Linked DNA regions of Pan troglodytes: region 1 is linked to region 2. Evidence: chromatin contacts called from public Hi-C data. All regions are on one chromosome and are shown on one strand. The core of a region is the stretch at or near the end of the contact, and the rest is flanking DNA. Distances in the headings are between cores, read along the strand shown. Region 1 holds the start of EPHA4 (EPH receptor A4). Region 2 overlaps EPHA4 (EPH receptor A4).

Region 1 (5,734 bases), core at 2,920-5,419, 150 kb after region 2:
CCCACCGCCAAACCCCACCAACCCCCACCGCAACCATTCTCTTCTCTCTGTCCCTAGAGAAAAGCCCGCTACATCCATTTGGATTTATGTAAGGTGGATTAGGGACACAAAGGAAACAATAAGACCCAATTTACAAAAAAAGGGAGGGAGTAGAAAGGGAGGGTAAAAGGGAGAAAAGGAAACGTGATGGGAATAGAAAGCAACAAAGTGAATTAATTTTTAAGGGGGAGGTGGGGGAGGGGAGGGGAACAGACATCCCTCCCTCCCCTTCAACATTAGCCTAGGGCTCTCAGAGCCTTTTTGTCTTGGGCTCCCAAGTTTTTCTCCCCCCCCCCAAAAAAAGAGGGGGTTTTAAAAAAAGAAAGAAAACAGTCTCTACATCTGGGGCGAGAGAGGTCTCAGGGGACGTCCTAATAAGTGTGTGAAGTGGCCAGGAGAACGCGGGATCCACGATTCCTCTCAGGGGGAATGAATAACCCTAGGGACCGAGGGGCGGCGACGGCCGAGATGGCACCAGAACCACCAGAAGCCACGTCGGAAGGAGAGGGGAGATCCAGAGGGCGAGAGAGCGCCCCTTTCCTCCCAAGCGATGTCTGTGGGCAGGTGTATAAATCTCTCAGAGCCTCCGTCTGGAGAGCTCCGGGTACCGGCTGCCCAGCCAAGGCTAAGTTGGTTTTTGGCTCCCTCCTTCGGAACAGAGAAAACGATAGATTGCACAGGGATGGATTGACGGATGTCTGGAGAGATGGAAAGATGAACGGATGGATGGATGGGTGGATGGATGGATAGATGAATGGGTGGATGGATGGAGGGATGGATGGATGGACGGACGGACGGACAGATATATGGATGGATGCATTATGGATGGATGCATGGACGGACGGACGGATGCACGGAGAGATGGATGGATGCATGGATGGATGGATAGACGGATGGACGGACGGACAGATAGATGGATGCCGGAAAGGAGAAGAATGAGAGACGGATGTGAGACTAGATGCACGCAGGCCGGAGCACCAGCATACGCTGGAACAGAGCACGAGCATACACTCGAACACACGCGCACACACTCAGGACATCTGCGCACAGACATACAATCCTCCGCGTCCGCTTCCACGCAGGCATTCGCGCACCTACATACACGCAGTTGCACGCGCGCGCACACACACACAGGCACACACACGCAGACATGCACACACACGCAGACATGCACAGACATGCACACACACAACACATGCAGACATGCACACACACGCAGACATGCACACACACACCACACACACACACACACACACAAATTCGCCTCTCCCTGGGTTTCTCAGAAACTAAATGATCACCGCCCCCCCGCCCCGCCCCACCTCCCGACACAGACACACAGGCACATATAATCCTCCCAGCACGTCCGAACGGATGCACAGAAAACTGAGCACCCAGACGGGTCCCGTCGATCCCGCACGTTAGCTCTAAACTGTGTGCAATTCTGGGGCGAAAAGCTAAAACTCGACTGCGTTCAACTTGCCGGCGGGTTCCCCAAGTCTGCGGGGCGAAGAGCTCGGGCCCCTCAGGCCCGCAATCGCACCCTCGGGGCGCTGGGCTTGGCGAGGAGAAAGGTGTCTGACTCCGGGTGCTAGAAATCAGGTCACTGGCGCCTGACGAGCGGCGCCACGACCGCTGCGCTGCGGAGCAGGCCCCGCAGCCCGGTCCCGAGAAACGCAGGGCTCGGGAAACTTTGCAGAAACCAGAGCTCGAAAGGCTTTCGCTAGAATCCGGGAGCACCAAGCTTTCACTGTGCTCCAGGCTGCGTTTTCCCCTCGCCCCGGGCTGGCTCAGGAGAGGACGTGGTTCTTGTAATTTTTTTTTTTTTTTTTAAATCCCGGCGTTGTCTCCCGTGCATCCCCTCAGGGCGCCTCGAGCGGGCCTCTCTGGCGGATGCTGATAAACTTTGGCCTTTGGTTACAAACTTGGACAGACCCGCCGCGTGCACGGGTCACCGCCTCGGGGCAGGCTGTCCGGCGGTTCCCCGCTGCCCCTTCGCCGATCTCCTCGCCTCAGCCCCCTTCTCCCGAATCGGGACGCACTTCACACTGGGCTCCCCCCGCACCACCTGGCCCTGCGCTCCTGAGGACCCCTCACCCGCGATGGCCCCTCGCCGTCCCCGACCACAGAAAGGCCGTCCCGCTCTTACCTTCATTCGCGGGGTACACCCTGGAACCTGTGACAGCGTCGCAAATCCCGAAGAGACACGAAAATAGGGCGAAATAGAAAATCCCAGCCATGGTTCGCCGGTGCCAACGCTGCTCTTGCCGCTTCTATCCCAGTGGAATAAATGCTTAAGTTAGGAGAGCAGCGGGCTGAAGACATTGCCAAGGGGGCGGGCCCGGCCGGTGACGTGAGCCCGCCAGTCCGCGGCCCGCGGCCAATGGCGGCGCAGACAGGGCGGCCGAGGCCCCGCCTTCACCGCGCAGGGCCCGCCCCAGGGTTCCGCCCCCTCCGGGCTCCACCGGGCGCCCGGTCTCCCGGGGCTCGAGGGGGCGAGCACGGCCGGGTCCCCGCCCCCGCCTGCCGGAGGGAGCCAGCGGGATCCCCCATGTTACCTCGAAGGTCGAGCCCCTGGACAGCGGAGGGACCTTCGAAAAGCTCGGAATTGACCGAGGGGAGCCAGAGAAGAGGTTGGCAACCTTTTCTCCCACCACGGGCGGTTTAAGATGGAGGAAAACGCTCTTTTACTGAAATAAAAGAAGTCTAAGCTGACCTGCGGTTGCTTCTTTAGGAGGGTCGACGTGTCTGCGTCCAGCGCGCCCGGGCTGAGCTGCAGACGCGCGCCTGCCACCGCCACCCTCTGCCACCTTGCCCTGTTTTGTCTTTATGGCGCTTCCCCCTCTGAAATACTCTTTGCGGGGAGTTTTGTGGCTCTATCACTCGCTTCTTCCCTGGCTCCCCAGATGCCTGGAGAGCGGGGACCTACTTGGTCCCCAACGTCCAGCCCGCAGCAGGGCTCCGTCACTGTCTCCAGAGACTGAACGAATGACTTTCTAGCACTAAGGAAGTCCCCGCTGGCCCCGTCACCCTGCACACGCCGTGGACCTCGCCCAGGGCCCAGGACGCCCCGAGATGGCCTTGGGCTGCAGGGAACCAGTTGTGGATTTCCCGGGGGCAGGGTTGGGGCGAGTCCCTGGAACCGGGCCTAGCCCGTCCGGGAGCGGTGGGGTAGAAGTGAAAGGCTTAAGTGTGGGTGCGGGGATTTGCAGCCGCACAGACAAGGCGGACTGGGACTGGGAAGCTGCCCGGAGCGGCTGCTGCGACTCTCCGCTCCGACCTAGCCGGGGCAGCCCTCCCTGCCCCGGGAGAAGACGGCGAGCAGGAGGACCCGCAGAGCCCCGCCCGGCTGCTCCGGCCCCGGGGGCACTGGCACCATCGGGCTGTGGTCTTTTCCCGATGCCCGAGCCGTGGACGCGGCCACCTAAGAGCGGTCCGGCGAAGGCAGCGCAGCCGGTGTCCCAGGGACCGGTCCCCAACGCCACTCGGTGCATTTCCCCAGGCGCTGGCAGGAGCACTGATTCCTAGCAATGAGGCCTCCCTTCCCCTTCCCAGGCCTCCCCTCCTCTGACTTCCTCCAGAACAGGGCCGAGTTTTCCTGGGGAGCCTGGGTCCCGGCGGCCGGGCGGCCGCTGGGAGGTGGAGGAGCCTCTCCAGCCCCGGCCGCAGCTCATCGTGAGCCAACCGCGCCACCTGCCGGCAAGATGCGGGAGTGTGCGGCCCCGGAGGAAGGGCGAGCGGACAAAGACCGCAACCCGCAATCCGCAACCCCGCAGAGAGGTGGTGCGTGCGTTTGGGCGAGCTTTTCAGCCACCGCCAAGTCTCGTGCACTAGGGCTACTCCTACCGTGGGGCTGCGGACAGCGCTCGAGAGGTCCTGGAGTCTGTCGTGACTCTCGCCTGCTGGATTTCAAAAGATGGAATCGGAAAGCGTTTCAAGGAGAAACTCCTAACAAACCTTCCGGGGGTTGCCTGAGTGGCTGCTCTCGGAAAAGCGGATCCTAAATAAAGCGGGAGGGTTGTAGGGCGACGTCGAGGAGAGGACAGGTCTCGAGTCACTGCTACAGTTTCAGGTCACTGGGCTCCGCAGCAGATCGTGTTTTCTCCCGTGGCTCGAGAGCTGCGCTGGTTTCTCATGCAAACTCAGAGCCGAGCTAATGACATGAGCAACTTTTACTTTTACACAAGATGAGCACGCGTGCCGAGGCGCTGGGCGGCGGCTGTGTGAGTTGGTGGCCCAGACGAACAGCTTGTGCGAGACTCTGGGCATTTCGGTTTCTAGATACAAGATTTGCTTAAATGTCACAGTCCAAAGAAGTGGAATTCAGTTATTGTAGCTACTGATTGCACACAAGTAAAAAGGGAAAAAATATGTACTCGGGGGATATATGTATGTGTGTGTGCGTGCATAAATTATTTAAAATAACTGCACTAAATCCCTTTAAGAAATGCATTTCTGGGTTCTTTCATGTGTCTTTCTGAGTTTTACAGAAAAAGAAGACGAATATTGGTCCCTGTCATTTGGCACACAGATTCAAAAGAGAAAAGAGCAATCCGAATTCTTTGAAATCTTTTTAAACAATAGATGCTGGCTGCCTCTCTGCAGGAGCTTGAGTGTTGCATATATCTATCTGTGTTTGAAATGGGAAACTGACTGCCTGCATTGTTATAAACAGTAAAATTTCTAAAACATGTACCATTTTTTTCCCCAGGATATGCACATTGAATATTAAACAAAGTCTTTCCAGACACAGCTGCCTGAAAGCAAGGCATCATTTGCTAGAGCACATTCACTGACTTCCCCTTTTTTCTTCCTATGTTTTAGTTCAGGACCCAAGGCAGCCCGATAATCAGGAGAACCAAGAAGCAGGAAATGCTAACTTGGAAAAACTGAACTATAACTTCCTCTTTAAATCATTTCTGGGTTGCAGAACAGAAATGAGCTGCTGAAAATTCCTCTGTCCATTGTGACTACCTAGAACAAAGGTGTTCTAACCTAGGAGATATGATTCCTTGAAGAGTAAGGCAAAATTTTTAAAATGACGGTGGCCTTTGTCTACCATCAATGCAGAAAACCACCCACATTATGGGAAGACAACCTGGAGTTTTCAAATGTTGGAGACTGTTTACGACACATCAACGGAGTCATAAGGATACAATGGAATATCATACCTTTAAAAAAGTACCTAAAATCACCTAATTTTAAAATAAAATTGCTTTACTCTTGAGTAAGACAAGTCTTACTACAGTAAAAATTTGGGGTTATTTTGAATCCACTAAGAAACATGTCAAAACATATCTGCTTACACACTTAATGAAAATAGTAATTGAATAATCTGAAAACAATGATATACTTTTTTTATACAGTGCCTACCACAAACGTTTGAGCTATGAAGTACCTTGCAAATGCTGAATTGAATTAAGATTGAATTCCAAAGGTGTTTTTAATCCGTAAAAGACGTTTGTAAATAGCACCAAGCATCCCAGGGTTTCCACCTGTATGTGGAGGGCCAATTTCACCAAAGTAAAGAGAAAGGAGCCTTTGACCCGTAGACAAATAATGATAAGGAGGGTGTATGAAAGACTGGAGAGACAGAGAGAATAAGAAGATGAATCCACTCTGCTTTTTCTAGGCATCCTGGTGGATTTTTTGTGAAAAAAATGGAACCTGCCCATAGTGCTCCAATGACTCCCTGAGT
Region 2 (5,718 bases), core at 445-2,944:
ACTAATGAGCCACGTCGCTTTCTCCTAGGATTTTTTTTTCCCCCATGGTATGAACCAAGCCCTAAAAGCCACAGCTGAGTCCTTAAAAAATGTTCCTAGGCATGGTCTTCATTCCAGTGAAAGACAGATGACTGTAATTTATGCCACAAACAAAATACAATGGTTGTAATTCCAAATGGAGAGAGAATCAGGGATGTCTCAGAAGCTCAGTGTCCGGCAGCAAATACAGCATCAAAACTCAGAGGCAGTGTTCTATTTCTATAGGTACATGTATTTTACAGACTGGTGATGAACAGAAAAGTACTTCTGAGAAACGATTTGTTCCAGGTCTCATTCAAATGACCGGCAGTCATTTCTGTAAGCCCCACAGTTTCAGCAATCTGTACACCAAGCAACGCTGCAGATATTGTTTTTTTTTTCATTTCTTTAATTTCAGAGGGCGAAGACGAAGTAAAAAAAGTGCAGTTCTTCAATTAAAGTGCATGGATGAGGTAAACTAATTTCAAGAGTTTTGAGTTTATTCAGTACTGGCTCAGACGGGAACCATTCTGCCGTGCATCTGCTGCATTTGGGTTCGCATTGCCTGGACACTGCTCAAAATCTTATTCTGGTGCGTGATGGCTGTGATACCAATTCTTGCCAGGTCCCTGTACATAGGGCGACAAAAAAGGGACAGAAGAAGTCACGGGGACTGACAATCTCTTTTCTTGGGCTTCATGCAGACACACGTTTGAATCAGCCACAATTAATACAGCACAACAAGGCAGGTGTATTAAAATGTTTCATTAAGCAATTTAATGCAAGAATGTAGATACTTTATAGAGGCTGTGTAAAATTATACTCAATCAAAATGAGAGGCATTCCAGATTTTTTTTTTTTTAATGAGTAGGATGATTACGCAGCTCAAAGCAAAAAAAAGAAAATACTATTAAATCTAGATTTACCCTTTCGTGTTACATCGTTGAGTACTTACTCCTGGTTCACGTGCACCACAGCCTCTAGTGTGGTATAACCAGCAGCTGTGAAGTTATCCTTATACCGGTCCATTTTAATGGCCTGGAGCCAATCGCCCACGGATACCACAGCAGAGAATTCAGGGGAGCTTGGATCCAACAAGGCAGTGTTAGGTCTAGAAAGAGAACAAGAAAATATAAGCAGAACGGAGCTACCAGTGAGACAAGAAGACTCAGAAATCTGATTGCCTCAAATAGGCAAGGAGAACCGAAAAGCTAAGAGAAGGTTTTAAATGGAACAATTGTTGTTAAATGTAACCATGCAATATTTTGCTCTTAACTTCACAAAGCTGCTAAAGCATGTATCAATCATCCTATTTTTTCTTAATTCTATTTCCTGCGCTTGTTTTATGTGGCCCTCTGAGGGCATTCATGCTCATAGCAGGTCTTTTAACACCCTAGCCTGGGGTGAAGACTGGGAGAGTCCTCATGGCCGAAACCTGTTCAATCTTTGCAGAAAGAGTCCAGTCCCTGCCAGTACTGAATATTACAGACTTTCGTTCAGCAACTATGGAAACCCTAGTGAAGGATGAGTAAGGAAAACTGCGAGCTTGCCACCTGCCAGACTGGATTGAAGCAGAGAAAACAGCAAGAATTCAAGTCCAGCATGCTTCCAGCCTAGTCTGCAGGCAGGCTTGGGGCATTCAAACAAACTTGGGACAGCAGGGAGTTAATCCCCTCTTTAATCAACCCATGCCTGACCAGCACGAGTGCCAAGGCTGGCAGAAGAATGGCCACTTTGATCACTGTTTGGATTGTGGAATGTGCTTCTCGTATTCCCTTGCTGGGGTTCCTGAATAATGATTTCAACAAATTCAAAGCACTTCTTATTAACTTATTTATTAGTTTACTCATTTCTTAGGCCAGGTGTTTTCTATTAGGTCACTGTCACAAGCAATTACAGGCTGGAATTCTGCCTTTCCTAATGATATTGACATATAAAAAATCATTTACTAATAAAAACTATTAAGCGAATTATAGTTAGTTATCTTCATCACCCAATTGCTGAATAACCATAGAGTAGGCCTTCATGGGGGTATTTTATACTACCTTTACTTATAATAACCTGTAGAAAAATACTGCTACTTGTTAAGTCATAGTTTTTGAACTTCTGTTTTTCCTAAAAATTACAGAATGTGTTTGATCTTAACATTTTGACCTGATTTTCAACATGATACTATGTTTAAGTACAAACATTTAAATCACAATTATATCATTACTACTAAATTTTCAACCAAAAAACTCTTTCCTTGTAAAAACAAAATTAAGTCGATATAATGCTTTAATTTTCTACATAGCAGAATTAATCCAATTCAATTTTTAAATTTTTCATTTTTATCTAAATTGACTTGATTTGTATTATTTCTTGTTTATATAAATATTTTGACAAAGATTTGTTTTATCAGTCAGTTTCGTGTCCAAATAATACCTTGCCATTGTAACCTTTCTTTTGTGTCCATTATTTCAATATAAGTTTGATTTTCTAAGTACAATTCTGTAAATGTTTACAGCAAAAATAATCAAGATATAATTATTCTTTCAATTTTGAGTCAACAACAAATGTTACCACATAGAATTTTGGACATTTAATTGAGTGCGGATATATAGCAATAATATTTGTTATTAGACAAAAGCCAATAGTTTGCATTTACTTCTGACTTTAAGCCAAAAGCATTAATGAGGAAGATGTAGGCTCTGAGCACCGACAAGGTCAATATGACCTTACAACGAAAATATCTTCACTCGATGTCAATTAACTTTAAGGGTGGTTCTTCAGCTTGTTCTGGAAGCCTCTGTGCTCTTGGTGGCACACCATGATGTTAGCCTAATTTTGTGCTGAATCACATACCATGTTATACTACATCTCATTATAGGTAAGCCATAATAAGCTTCAAAGCTATTTAAGTACCATCAGCAAAAAGAATTTAGAACTGATAATAGTGTATCTAATACCTCAACTTGTTCTGTACCTTGGGGCAAAGCAGATGCTATGTGATAGTAGTGGTTGAATGACTTATGCTAACAGAAGAAGTACCAAACACCAAAAAACTGGCCTTGAATGGACCCTCAGACAAAATACATGGGCTCTGGTGCTGAAGATCTAAAAGGTGGAAGAGAAGTCAGCTAGATCTGGAAAGGAGGCCTTATAGTCATCTATTTCACCCTCTTGGAGAACAGAAGAACAAGAAATAGCCTCACAATAGTAGGAGACTTTTTTATTTTTTTTAGTTCACATAGTGACCAAGTGGCAGAGGTGAAATGTTAATTCAGCCCTTTTCAGTGTTATTTGAAAAGAGCTGGACAGACCATTGAGCATTTTGTGTAGTTGCTAATGACAGGGATTTGAAAACCTGGCGGAGAATATAGGGTATCTCTACTATCTATTCCACAGTTCTCTTTTTTTTCATGTAATGTGTTTTCCTTCTTTTCTAGAATCTTTAGTCTAAGTTTTCAGGAGAAAGATGAGAGGAGAACACCACAGGGCCTGCAAAGACTGGAAGGGCTTAAATATTGTGGGAGAAAATGTCCTCCTATTGTTAACACAGGATCATGATGAAACAGAAACCTGTGAGAAGCTCAGACTTGGAGATGAGTGAGTGTCTCACCTCTCGCAGGCCTGAGTCACCTGGTCTATTATGCCTGTATTCTAAAATAATTTAACTGATAAAGATGGTCTACACCCTTTCAGATGAGACTACTGATATGTAGGTATCCTGAATCTTATACCAGTAAAGTCCATTCTCCCTGTAGAAAGTTCTCACTGAACTTGTAGGACTTATAGTATCTTTATGTTCTCTACAGACTGATATACTTCTTCATTTTGCTCATTCCAAGAAAATAACTACCTCTTTCAGGTGGTCCAATCATTTTGGTCTTTAAAATCCTTCACAAACGTTCATCTGCATGCTTTATAACTCAATCATTTCCTGTCTTGGCCCTGTTTCCTCCTACTCTGAAAGACTCAGAAAAGGGAAACCAGAAGAACTGAAACCTAATGAATCTCTTTCTTACAATTAACATTTTATAAATCAACTTAAAATTGCCGTGCTTAAAGACCTGTTTTCTAATCCTTATTTCTTACTATTCCAATGTTCCTGCCCCATTTCAAAATACAGCACCTACTGATCTGAACGTCTTCTAAAAGTACATTTCACCCCTCTTCCTAAATTTCAGGCCTGGCATCCTAAAATAGGCACTTCAGTTATTTCTTTCCTACTATTATTATTTTTTAAAGTTTTTTCCTTATAACTATTTGATGCCTGACAGGTATTAGTTATTCAAAATGCTGAATAGAACTACCTGAAATACTCTACTAATTGAGAAAGAAGCCACCCAGGTTGCAGAGAGCCATGAAGTGGCCTCTGATGAAAAGGCAGGAATTTAAGTGAGTCACCACTTGCCTGCCTCCTCTAATGTGTTCTTTCATACATCACTATTAAGTAAGCATGGCTGACCTGGAGCTCTCCGTCCCGGTCCTCTTCAAGCTGTTGGGGTTGCGGATGAGTTTGTCCAACATGTTGACAATCTGCCCAAATTTAGGCCTGTCGCTCCTCTCCTTCTGCCAGCAGTCTAGCATCAGCTGGTGGAGTGCAATGGGGCAGTCCATTGGAGGGGGTAACCGATAGCCTTCCTCAATGGCTTTAATCACCTATGGAAGACAACAGGATGGTATGTTAAGCTGCCAGGCAAGCTGCTGTTCAAGGTTCACCCTTCCGACTGGCATGTTTCTTGTGCACGAAGCTGCCAGCAAGCTGGAGCCTGGGAACAGCTCCAACTCCTTCACATGAGCCAAAGCTAGACCTGAGTATCACTGGCAACAGGAGAGGGAAGCCAGCTGTTGCACTGAGGTGTACTCTAAAGGGAAGACGCATCAATGTTCTCGAGTGGCTAGAGCCCAGTCAGATCCACAATGTGGTGTCAGTTTTGGTGATGGCCCTCAGAGATCATGTGGCCCTGCCCCCTGCCTCCAGTCCCCTGCCCCGCTCCATTCTGCTATTAGCACACCTAAACACTCTTCGCAAAAGAGACTCTGATTTAGTGCCAAAGACCTCCCTTGGGAAGCAATTAATAGCTGTCTCCAAAATGGAATTTTCTTTGCCTCCTTTTAAGGCCCTGTCCTCTTACATAGACAGCCAGTGTGTCAACACCAGAGTCCAAGTCCAGACGCCCAGCCATTTTTTCTTTTGGATTACTCTACCCCTAGACACCAACTCTGAATTGCTTTCTTGGTCTTAGTTGGCTGTCAGTCGACCCTGTTAAAGGTGTTAGTAAGTAGATTTTTTTTAAAAAGTAAAAAACAATTTAAAAAATTCCTTCTTTTGGGGCATTTACATTTTAAAGGAGACCCTCGCACATCTAAAGAAGGAAGTTATAATGGTACATGATAATTGTCTTATTGGCCAAGACCATCCAGAGTGCCCAGAGTGGTCTCCTTGCCTAGTAAGTCATAAATAACACATTCAACAGTCTCTTTGCTAATTCTAATTTTTCTCATCTGTCTTCATAGGCATTAAATTATTTTCTTATAGACTTTTCTCTAACACCCTCCCCCTGCTTTGGGGTATAAATTCCAAGAAAATAATAGGGTAGGACATGCCAAATTTATAGAGGAGAACTACTTCACAGTTTTTTGGCTACTCATTACCTTTGTTTATGGATATCCTCTGAGATTCTGGAGGTGCTTTTATTTGTTTGGGAGTCTAAA

Evidence for each region. A called contact is a pair of places that touch in the nucleus more often than the background predicts.
Region 1: a Hi-C map of stem cell-derived neural progenitor cells shows a contact between it and region 2, with 2.4 times the contacts expected there. The contact joins the promoter of EPHA4 here to the enhancer-like site in region 2. A contact is called at or near these places in 1 of 7 Hi-C or Micro-C datasets (stem cell-derived neural progenitor cells) and 1 of 1 datasets of contacts at active chromatin or transcription factors (stem cell-derived excitatory neurons).

The regions. Positions count from the first base shown.
Region 1 is chr13:123,818,838-123,824,571 of NHGRI_mPanTro3-v2.0_pri, forward strand. It overlaps EPHA4 (EPH receptor A4), which reads right to left and starts at 4,170. Exons shown (of 19, transcript XM_009444396.5): 1 at 3,994-4,170; 2 at 2,186-2,309. The coding sequence starts at 2,276.
Region 2 is chr13:123,674,472-123,680,189 of NHGRI_mPanTro3-v2.0_pri, forward strand. EPHA4 (EPH receptor A4) reads right to left here. Exons shown (of 19, transcript XM_009444396.5): 16 at 4,469-4,662; 17 at 974-1,129; 18 at 1-647. The coding sequence ends at 533. Among named protein-coding and RNA genes, the nearest start is that of EPHA4, 150 kb to the right of the region's middle. Within about 2 kb of position 1,695, at least 6 of the 24 cell types and tissues checked have an H3K27ac peak or open chromatin away from gene starts, as enhancers often do. A contact at or near this core is called in stem cell-derived neural progenitor cells, where this site is marked.